2 separate regions of the Mus musculus genome follow, and region 1 is linked to region 2. Evidence: chromatin contacts called from public HiChIP or PLAC-seq data. All regions are on one chromosome and are shown on one strand. Each heading gives the region's core, a stretch centred on a gene start, on an enhancer-like site or on the middle of the called end of the contact. The rest is flanking DNA. Distances are from core to core; before and after follow the strand shown. Region 1 overlaps Pcnx2 (pecanex homolog 2). Region 2 has its middle 41 kb from the start of Gm30713.

Evidence for each region. HiChIP or PLAC-seq counts read pairs in DNA pulled down with a chosen protein or histone mark.
Region 1: an H3K27ac HiChIP or PLAC-seq map of trophoblast stem cells shows a contact between it and region 2, with 4 times the contacts expected there. The contact joins two enhancer-like sites. A contact is called at or near these places in 1 of 484 Hi-C or Micro-C datasets (bone marrow-derived macrophages), 1 of 115 datasets of contacts at active chromatin or transcription factors (trophoblast stem cells) and 1 of 9 other capture datasets (embryonic stem cells).

What each region holds. Positions count from the first base shown.
Region 1 is chr8:125,823,265-125,829,277 of GRCm38.p6, forward strand. Pcnx2 (pecanex homolog 2) reads right to left here. Exons shown (of 34, transcript NM_175561.4): 18 at 4,779-4,871; 19 at 3,655-3,805. Among named protein-coding and RNA genes, the nearest start is that of Gm51603, 16 kb to the left of the region's middle. Within about 2 kb of position 4,542, at least 9 of the 459 cell types and tissues checked have an H3K27ac peak or open chromatin away from gene starts, as enhancers often do. A contact at or near this core is called in trophoblast stem cells, where this site is marked.
Region 2 is chr8:125,342,011-125,347,515 of GRCm38.p6, forward strand. No RefSeq gene overlaps it. Among named protein-coding and RNA genes, the nearest start is that of Gm30713, 41 kb to the right of the region's middle. Within about 2 kb of position 2,156, at least 101 of the 459 cell types and tissues checked have an H3K27ac peak or open chromatin away from gene starts, as enhancers often do. A contact at or near this core is called in trophoblast stem cells, where this site is marked.

The DNA of each region.
Region 1 (6,013 bases), core at 3,292-5,791, 480 kb after region 2:
ATTTTCTGTCCACACCCTAGTGCTAACGGAATTATGTCCTTATTATTCGCATCTGTGTGGGAACAGTGCGGCTCCTTCAGGAGGTGGGGCCTTGTTTGAAGTAGAGGAGCACCAGCCTAGGATGGGCTTTTGGGGGGTGCCACCAGATCCCTGGTTCCAGCTTCGCCGTCTTTGTCCCAGTCCTCCACGACGAGAATAGCTTCTGCCTCATTCTCCTGCCAGCATGAACTGGACTGTTCCGAGAATCATCCCTGCTGTGGAGGACTGAAAACCCTGGAACCATGAGCCCCTAAAACCTTTCCTCCCTAAGTCTACTTTCCCCTGGCCCTCTCTCCTTAGGGTGCTTTCATCCTGACTACAGAGCAGTAAGCTGTCACCTCTGCTGCTCAGCACCTGTGGTACCTGACACAGGGAGATAAGGGTCTCAAACAACCCGAGAGGCCAGCTGGACCAGGGGAGTGAAGTGCCTCTTCCATAAGACAACAGATAGGCAAATCAGATGCACCCCAGGCACAGAACGAACGCACAAGCATTATCTAGAAGAATCAACAGGCTATCCGAGAGGAAGTCGATTTTTCTTAGAAAGGAGGCATCAGAGAAGGGAGGGGCTGGGCTGACAGGAAGCTGCTGCCTCTCATTACAGTTTGTTCTATTTGACTGCTGCAATCTCAGTCACTCTGACAGACGTGAAAGATGCATGAGAGAAGGCGGCATCCCTCCGAGCCACGTCTGTCACACGCAGAAACCAGTCAGTGTGCAGCAGAGACCAGCTTCACCACAGTGCAAGGTAGAGCTCACAGAGAACGACGAGTCTGGGGCTTGTTACAGAATCGTCAATAGTACTTTTTTTTTCTTTTAAAGGAAAAATTGCTATTTAAATGAGATTCTCAATCGATGTGTTTTACAATTTACATAATATAATTTACATAATATAATCCCCACTCATTTATTCTAATGCATCAAAAATTAAAGTTCACACGTTTCCCCACCAAGCAGGCTTCTCAGCGTGTTCTCCCACCTGCCCTCTACCTTCCTATGTTCTCCCCCCAACCCCCTGCACACACCAGCTTTCAGGGACCCTCCCTTCCTTCTGTGACTTTACAGCACAACGGGCAAATTGTTTGTTCATTCAACCAACATTTACTGAAGAGCACCCATGTACCAGATTCAGCACTCGGTTACAGAATCCCATGTATTTTCTAGTTTATCTGAATATCCATCTGCGATAACTAATATTCACTGTCAACTTGAATCGCAGGGGACATAAGCCTGTGGGCATAGCTGTGAGGGGATGATGTAGATTAGGCTTACTGAGGTGAGAGACCCTCTTTAATTATGGATAACACCCTTCCACGGCCTGGGGCCTGGGCTGAAGGAAACGGAGAAAGCCGATCACTGGATCAACTGGCATTGATTTGTCTCTGCTTTCTGACCATGCATGCCATGAGAGCAGCTGTCTCCAGCCCCTGGAGGTCAGACCTTCCCTGATAAGATGAAGTGCTCCTTCACACGGAGAACCCAAGCAAACCTTCCCTCCTTAAGTTTCTTTGGTTAGGTATATTTGCTGCAGAAAGAAGAAAATAACATCCACCCTCTGCCTGCAGGTGTCACTGTTGCTTCAGTTGTCAAGGGGACACTCTTGAGGGACCCTCTTATCAACCGGACAATCCTGAAGGACCCTCTTGTCAACTGGACAATCCTGAGGGACCCTCTTGTCAATTGGACACTCTTGAGGGACTCTCACTTGAGGAATTGTCTCCAGTAGAGTGGCCTGTGGCTATGTCTGTGGGGGCATTCTCTAGATGGATGACTGATGTGGGAGAGTGGGCAGCCCATGGTGGGCTGTGGCATCCCTGGGTAGGTGTCCTAGTACTCTAAGAAAGCAGGCTGAACAAGCCAGTAAGCAGCACTCCTCCATGGCCTTTGCTTCAGTTCCTGACCTGATTCCCCTCTGTGAAGGAGCGGGACCTGAAAGTCATAAGATGAAATAAAACCCTTTCCTTCATGACTTGCTTTGTGGCCTGGTGTTTACGACAGTAGAAGAAAGCAAAGCAAGACAGGACTTTCCTCCAAGGCACCGCTCTAGTCTATCCCACTCAGGTCTGTAAAATGGCAATAGTTTGAGCTCAAACAGCACACCATGGAATCACTGAGAATGTTAAAAAGCACACCAGCCTGGGCCTGTGGCCTGACTCTCCTTCAGGGAGGAGCTGTGGAAACCGAAGCCTGGGTTGTGAGCGTTCATTTCTTCTCCGAAGGTAAAGGTTTCAGACACACTTTTCACCCATTGCCCCTTCTCTATCTCGTACTCTTTGCAATCCAGGCAGCTTCTGCCCCCAGCCAGAGCCATCCCTTGCCTGCCACAGGCTCTCATTGCTGGATGCCACCACTGACCAGTGCCACCACTGACCTTACCACCTCTTCCTTCCCTCTTCTCATTACTTTTCCTGACCTCCCCTGTCACCTTAGGCCGCTTAGGTGAATCCAGAGCCTCCCGGAGTCCTTCGGTGCCTCCGCCCACCTGGTGCACAGCTGAATGCTCGGCAACCAACAGGTCAGAATGAGCTGACAGTGTGCACCCAGCAGCTCTAGGCAATTTCAACACCTTAGTATTTCCTGGGAATTCATTTTAAATGTCTGAAAATAGGAGCAGGTCATTCATTCTTCCATCTGTTCACGCATGGGGCAGGAAAATGCAGGGCAAACGTGCTTACAGAGTTGGACCCAGTTAACACTTCTAAATTCTGTTTTTATTTAGAGGCAAAGGTCATGTTGCCCAGGCCATCCTCAAACTCTGTGGCTAAGGATGACCCTGAACTTCTGATCTTCCTAAATCCACTTCCCAAGTGCTGGGATTTCAGGCATGTGCAACCCATTCAATTTACACAGTGCAAGGGATTAAACCAATAGGGTTTTTTTGATGTTCTTTATTGCATGCTTGACAAGGATTCCACCAACCAAGCCTCATCCCCACCTTCCGGAAGAAATGTTTTGGGATTGTTTGTTTGTTTGTTTGTTTTTTGGTTTTGTTTGTTTGTTTGTTTGTTTGTTTTTTCGAGACAGGGTTTCTCTGTGTAGCCCTGGCTGTCCTGGAACTCACTCTGTAGTCCAGGCTGGCCTCGAACTCAGAAATCCGCCTGCCTCTGCCTCCCGAGAAATGTATTTTTTATATGAAGCTCTGAGGTTGCCATTTGCACCAGGCTATTTCTCCCATGGGAGTTGCTACACCAACCCCTGTAGACACAGCTGCTCTCTATACAAAGCTCTTTCACAGAAACTCAAGAATCCAGAGCCTGGTAGTTAGTGGTCAAGCATGAAGTGGTTCTCTCCTTAGTGCCCAGTCACTATAAACCAGAATTGTAACCTTCAAGCATGAGCAATGGATGCTAATTTCCCTATGGAATCAGTAAGCAATGACTATTCTAACAGAACTTCATAGTTAATTTGACAGACTTTCTTTCCTATTCCACCTGAGCAGCCTGTTTTGTGCATCGCCTAGACTCCATCTTTGTAACATGGGCAAACACGCAGTGAACCCTGCTTCCTTTGAAGCGTGAGGCACCGTGGCACTGATCACACTCACAGAGCTGTGCCCCTGTGCCATGAGAGGCGTGCCCACTGCTTTGCTGTCCCCCCTGAGACTACGACACTGACCTCTTGCCTCCCGCTGCTGGTACTCCTTGCTCCTGAGCACAGGATGTGAGATCCACATCCAGGGGTGGTGCTTCCGTAGCTGAGGGAGCAGATGGTGGGTGATGAGCCCCACGGTGCCCGCCAGGGCAAAGAGCACGATGCTGAGAAAAGGCTGCAGAGGACAGAGAGGTCAAAAGTCAACTCTTGAGTGAGTGATGTAGGCATCTGCCATCAGGCCTTCCCTCCCACTTTTTTTTTTTTTTTGGCCTGTGCATTTTATGTATGTAGAGGTGTGCACACACGTGTATGCATGAGAAAGTCAGGGGATAATCTTGGATGTCATTCCTCAAGGGCCATTCATCATCTCTGTTTTCTGAGACAGTCTCTCGCTGGCCTGGAATTCACTGAACAATCTAGGCTGGCTGGAAGGCTGCTAAGACAACCAGAGTACTGACTGAGCCTGCCCCCACCCTCTTTCCTCTCATAGGAAGACCTATGTGCTGAGAGCTGCTAAGAACAGGGTCGGGAAGTGACCCCTGGAAGAGACTGTGAGAATTCTGTCCCCTGTATCATACCCTAAGACTTTTTTTCAGAGGTAGAGAACAGCACACTCACACTCAGTTGATAAAACAGTCCAGGGAAGATGTGGCCATGAATGTCCCATGTTTGTGACAAGGCAACAATATTCTGTAAGAACTGTAAGGCAGAGTCCTTGGAGATATATATGTATATGAATATATATATGTATATGAATATATATATGTATATGAATATATATATATATATATATATTCATATATATATATGTATATATATCTCCAAATGGTCTTTGTGTCACTGTGGCTCAGCTCAGATACAGTGACCTCTCTCTCTACTGAGGGAGATCTGGTGTCTGTTCCCAGCCTGTCACAATGACAACTGTCCGAGATTACAAATTGTCCTATCACTCTTAAGGACAAAACGACTCCCCCAGGGACAGGAGATGACTCACAAAGAGGTTACCCGAGTCTCCTCGTGGACATAGTTCTTTGTGTGTGTGTTCTTTGACCCTCTTCCCTGGCTCCTCTGCCCTCTGTACCCTCATTCCATGCCTAGCCCCTATCAAGAGAACAAGCAAGGGAGAGCCGAGCCTTGGGGCCACCTACCCGTAAGGACAGGAAGACAGTGCTGGCACTGACTGCAAAGGAGAGCACAGCAGCGGCTGAGCAGATGACAAGGTCTGATCTCAGGACATCCTTCTAGAAAGAGAAGATTGGCTGTGAGGTCAGCTCTGTGTGGCTTCCTCGGAGGCGCTTGCCAGGCGAGTCAGCGGCAGGATGCTAACACTCCACACTGCTCTTCTGTATGTCAGACCCATGTGTCCTGGAACACCCCAATGGCACCATCTACTAGCTTAGTCACTGGATCCCACTGGGGATGTCTAAGGGAGAGGGAGGCAGGTATGGTGCTAGTAGATTAACATACATGCACTTCAATGGAGAGAACAAACATGTCTACACATAAGAGGCCTAAGGTTCCTTCCCACAAACTCATGGGATACAGAGTCCCCACAGACCTCCCAAAGCCCCCCAACTCACAGAGTCTCAGAAAGCAGGACTGATGCTAACAGTCTCTACGAGGTCCTGGGTGGCTTTGGAGGTCAACATACAAACTGGAAATACCAGACAGAAGCCTTGCACACATTATATTTTGGACCATGCTGTACACTTCCATGCAACCATCAGATCCATAAGCAAACAGACAAACAAAACCAAACAACCAACTACAGCTTCCCAGCTACTTCAGTCAGTACACACAGTTTGGGACTGTAGGTGTCACCCGCCTGGCTTTCTTTCATTGATTTTAAAATGGAAATAATGTGTTGTCTCTTCCCTGTCATGCTGCTAGCTGGATGCCTGTGTTAACATGTAAAGCTGGACACAGACAGTGGAAACAATAAAGAGAATACAAACACCAACCCTGTGTGGTGGGTGTGACCATGGGTGTGGAAAAGTGGGTGGTTCAGGAAGACCACGATCCCCACACCTTCTCCTGTCATACACCCAGTGTGCCTGTTCTGAACTTTCTCTGGTAAGTCAGAGTACTGTGAGCATGGGGGGAATTAAAGGGATAACGCACCACCCAATTCTTTCACTATGATCAAAAGTGAAAGCAGCCTAGATTAGGGCGACTTGCCCTCACACCATTGAGGGAAGTTAAGAAGGAACTGAAGCAATGCTGTTAAGCAGAAACCTTGAAGAAACATTGTTGCTAGCTCCCTTACATGCTTATGCTTAGCTAGCTTTCTTGTACAGTCCCAGACCACCTGCCTAGGGGATGTTGCTGCCCACAGTGGGCCAAGCCTTCCTATGCTGATTAACAAGGCAATCCCCAAAGATGG
Region 2 (5,505 bases), core at 906-3,405:
GCTGTCTGGGGACAGAGGAGGACAGGCCAGAGCCGAGCACACAGAGCACATCTGGTAAAGACCTAGTGTACTTCAGTGACTGGAATACCTTGGACTGGGGTTTCAAAAGGACTCAGCATAAGATGTAGGCTGACCCCTTGTAACACAGAATAGCTATCTTCCTGAGTCCTGGTGACCACTGATTATGTTGATTAAAACAGGGACAGATCAGTGATTCTGTGTCCTGACCGATGCTTACCATCACCTGACTATTACAGAAAGATTGCAATGTGCGGTAGAGATACCCCAGGGCTCCTCACCAACACAGAACTGTACTTCACAGCACACTGATGCTGCTGCTGGAAGAGTTTACAATAGTTTGTTTTACGAGTTGATACAAAGAGTCCTTGGTCAGCAGAAGAAGGAAGCTACTGGAAGTCTTGCCTTCTTATTTATACACGTGCCTTCTTGAGGTTGTCCTTAAACTCTCAAATCTAACTTTCACTCTCTTGACCCACAAAGGACCAAGATGATAGCCCCTTGATGGTGAGCCACAACCTGTGTAAACCACTCTCGCCCTGCCTGAGGCTGCGGGCCTCCACACCAATGTCTCTGGCCTGTTCCCCTTCCCTGAGTGGTACTGGGCTCTGGTTCACGGGTGACTCCAGTGTTCAGCTGTGGCTGCAGCTGCCCTCCTCCCTGTCAGGCTCCATGCATGGCTGATAGTACACCAGAGTGGGAGCAGCCACATCTTTGGAATTCCTTTCCGTTTTGAGTCAGAAGAACCCGAGTCTGTTGGCTGCCTGGACACGGAGCCAGAGTTAGTGAGGAGCTTCGATGAGGCTTGTGTGGTACCTCCTGCTGGAGAAGGCAGCGGAGAGCAGCCAGGTTACCAGAGACCATCTAGCCACCCCCTCCCAGGGAGACCCGAGTGGCACCAGCTCATCCCAAATAGAGAGGACATCAACAAGCCAAAGGGAAGTGTTCGTCCAAGGAGTGAATGGGTGGCTCTGTGGAGATTGTTTACAGGAACAAGAGCACTCAAGGGCAGCCACGCTGACAGCAAGTCCCAGCCCAGTCAACTCTTTATTTCATACTTAATAGTGACTGACATCTTTGGGAGAGGAGGGAACTCGTGGGGGTATTTGGGAGGCCTTGTGCTTCCTTTGCCTGGTGAATTCTTCCCATTCCTCCATGCAGGAACATTAACAGACCAGATCTCATGAGGATCACAGCTATTCTACTTCAAGATGGCAAGGGTCCTGTCCAGCCTAGAGAAAGCATCTATATTATAATTATATAGTGTCATTATATTGCATATGTACACACATACATATATATGATATGTATTATTATAATGCACATGTGTTATACAATATGTATCACATGTGTAATATATTCATATATGCATGCAATATATTATTTAATACATGTATTATATGATATGTATTATACATGTAATATATATACGCATATATTATACACACATACATCTATTACACTTATATGCACCCTGCTATATATTCCACAAAGTCCAAGCCTTAGAAACCTGGTCCCCAGGGAAGCACTACCGAAAGGAGGAGATACTGAACACTCTCCTTTACTCTAGCATTAACCAAGTGACAGGTTGTTCAGGACTGGCTTCCTTAGCACCTTCACTTCCTCTGACCAGCTTGCCGTGTCTCACCATGTGACACCCTTTGCTTCATCATGAGCAGAGAAGACGTCAACCCCATGCTCCCAGCCTTCCTAGTTTCCATAACCAAGGACTAAATATATCTCTACCCCATATAAATTGACAAATTGCCCTTCTCGGGTACTCAGGCACCGCCACAGACATGCCCATCCTTGTAAACAAATGTCTGCCATACTTCTATGTTCCGGTCCAAATACTGAATGTCCTGGAATGATGTCAGATGAAGAGATACCTAGGGAGATCATGAACGTCTGTCTGTGTGAAGGGCCGTTGCCATGGCAACTCAGCACCCTTGGGCAGCCTCCTAATGAAGAGTTATTACTTCTTAGCTAAAACACGTCGCAAGGAATGGATGAGTCATCAACTTGTGGAGAGATACAACAAGTTATTTTTTTCTTCCAATTGCTCTAGGATGTAAACACACTGATCTATGTGTGACAATCTCTGCCCACGTCTGACTCACTCACCCGGCTCTTTCGTCACCGAGCTAGCAGAGGAAGGGATGAGAGGTCTCTATTGCCCCCCAGGGACCCTTCAAACATCTGTGGGTGGCATCCTGAGGCATTGGTCACATCCTGTGGCAACTTAGATGAAGTATTCTGAAAGAGGGTTCAGGCAAGAGAGTCTCTATAAAGCTAGCAAGCCTGGTTGTCTGGCAGCCACACTGCGCCTGTCAGGGATATTCCGTGGGCTGCTCTGAGCTCCACATCAGAGCCAGCCACTGTCCTCTCCTCAGCCTCCAGTAATCGGGCAGGAGAGAGGGATAAAAGATCAGAGAGGTGCTGAGCACTCTGGGCCTCTGAGCTGTGGAAAAGGCTTAGGTTTCTGTCTTGGGACCTGGAGATGTGTCTGATAGCCGAGAAGGTCACTCCCCTGGGTTCACTGCTGCTTCTAAATACCTGAGATGTCTTTGCCCTCCTCCCCTGGGATCCCAGACTTCAGGCCAGTGCCCGCACATAGATGATCACCCCACTGCAACATCCACAAGGCAAACCCCCAGAAATACCCCACATGCTCATGTGCTCCCTCGGGATTAAAAACTTTAACTCCACAAAACCATCAAGTCATCTTTGATTTGTGGGGAAGATTTTTCAGGCCGCATATTTGTCAGGCATAAAATATGTAAGGTAGTAAACCATAGGAAAATTATAATAAATAATTAAGAGAGTTCCCTCTTCTGCCCTGAAACCGCAGGACACTCGGAGGCAGGCTGAGGAGACGGCTGAGAAGACGAGCATTTATCTCGCCACTTTCTCCGGCACCCTGTTCTAGTTTTCTCTCTGCTGCTGTCATAAAACAGTTTGAGCATGGGTGAGGGGTGTGGGGAGCTTAGCAGTTCGGAGCACTGATTGTTCTTACAGAGGACCAGGGTTCAGTCCCCAGAACTACATGGTAGCTCACAACCACCCATAACACTAGTTCCAGGGGATCTGACAGCTTCTTCTGGCCTCCACAGGCATCAAGCATGCCAATGGTACACAGACACACAAGTAGACAAACATTCATTCACAAGAGGGGGGAGGGGTATTTGTACTGGAGTGGGTGGGACACAGAGAATTGCCTCTGGATAGAGAGGAGAGAGATGTGGCCCATAGGCAAATGGTGGTTTATAAAGGGAAAGAGGAAAGCCCCGCGTTAGGATGAAGTGTTTAACTTTAATTGAGCATGTTAATTAGGTGAGCCAAAGTGGGCTTTTGATTGCTGGACTTCAATACTTTGATTGCTGGTCCTTGATGGTCAGCCTCAGGAGGAGGAAGTTGCCAAATAAAGGAATAGACCTTGGTGGCTAGCTTTAGGAATCTAACTGGGTTTTAGCAAGGCAGAGGGAATGGGGGAGAAGATCAAGGTCTGCCAGAGCCATATTTGCCATGTTTGGGCCTGCTAGAGCCCCTTTGTATACAATCTCACGTGTGTGCACACACATGTGCGTGTGTATTTATTTGGCTTATACTCTTATGTCACAATCTATCACTGAGGGAAATCAAGGACGGAACTTAATCAGAATCCTGAAACAGAAACCGTAGGGAACCTGATTGCTGGCTCGCTCTCTGGCTCTGGCTTGCTCACTCTGGCACTCTGCTAGCTTGCTTATTCAACCCAGGACTACCTGCCAAGGGATGGTTGAAAGTAGGCTGGTCCCGCCTACACCAATTATCAATCAAGACAATTCCCCAAGACAGGCCCGTAGACCAATCTGATAAAGGCAATTGCTCAGTTCTGCAAAGCAATGCAGCTCCCAACACTCACGTGAGAAGGCTCCTAACGGGCTGTGACTCCGGTTCTAAGGGACTGGACTCTAGTGGCCTCTGTGAGTACCTGGACATTCATAGGCATACCTACACGCCGATCGACACACCTCCACACACAGTAATTCTTAAGTTACTTTTAAAGATTCCTTTTTCCTGATCACAGAAAAGGAAAAACTTGATGAGTGCCTAGAATGAAAATGCATAGGAGCTGAGGCTCCTGGGGAGCAAAAAGGGAAAGCACTCAGGACGTTGACACGTCACCTACAGTTAATGAGAAATCGCATCCCCTGGGAGCTTTGGGGAAAGATTGGCTGGATAATATCATTTGGAGAAGCCTGACAAGGGGCAGTGGCCACCGTCATTTGCTCTCTATCTGCTCTCTGGCTGTAAACTTTGCCTGATAAGAGCTTTCAGGGAAAGGGCCTAGATTCTGTTCCTGCAGGTCCTTGGCTCCCGCTCAAATGACAAATCATGTAGAAGATAAGGAAATCATCTTGGTTCTTTAAAGTTAAAAGAAGATGAGATTAAAAATGTCATTTGGTGGCTGGATGAAAAGATTTCCCACACATTCGGGCACCCCAAATAAACCACGTTACTTAGCAAATGTCCACAGGGAGACCACCGAGCAGATGTTTAGAAACTGAAGAAAGAGCTAATGATGTCTGGAGCTTAAAGAATCCAAGCCTGGGAAGGAAAAATGGCCTTGTGGATGGCCAGGGATTGACATGTTAAGGGGCACGGCTCACGTGGAAAAGTAACGTTTTGGAAACTCACAGTGGAAATCTCATGTGAGCCAAGTCCAGGGCTGGCATGAAAAGGAGTAGAGAGAAGGGAAGAAAACTCACCCTAGAAGATAACGCAGAGTTTCTTTTATAGATGGTGGCTCCCCCTGCCCCCTTTCCCCATCCGCCCTCCCAAGTAACCCATGTATCTTGTCTACCCCAAATATCTCACACTACTAATGCACTCTCTCTCGTAAATCTCTAAGAACTCTATTTGGCTCTGAGACCAGGCGTCCCAACCCCTCTCAGGTAGAATTGATCCCTACGGTCAGATCCAACTGTATCAAATAGAAAGAGTCACAGGGGCAATGTTTAAATTGGATTTGTTATTTGCTCAAGCAAATGCCTCATGCATTTTTTTTTCGAGCTCCGCTTCCGTTTTGTTTATCTCCAAAATTAAAGATAAAGAGACACACAAGTCTGCTGCATAGCTGAGGTGGGAGATTCTCCAGTCAGAATCCTACCTACCTGACCGGCCCCTCAGTGACCTGGGCCCCCTCTGCAATCTTTGATCAGCAAGCCGATCTCCTGAGAAGGCCAAATCAGGGGAAGAGGGTGTGAGCCTAGCCTCCCATCTACATGCTGGGCCTGGGGAGAGCAGCCAGGTGCATTTGAAGATGACAATTGAGTGTGTCCAGCCTGTACTGTAAAGTGTTGCTGTCACAGGGACTCCAGCTTAGTGAGCAGAGCCACAGAACCTTCGTTGCAGCTCCGTGCTGCAGGTCAAAGCCAGTGGCATTTCCAGTACCTAGGAGCAGGCCTTCCCCACACACCAAGTTAGACTCTTGGAGCCAGAACA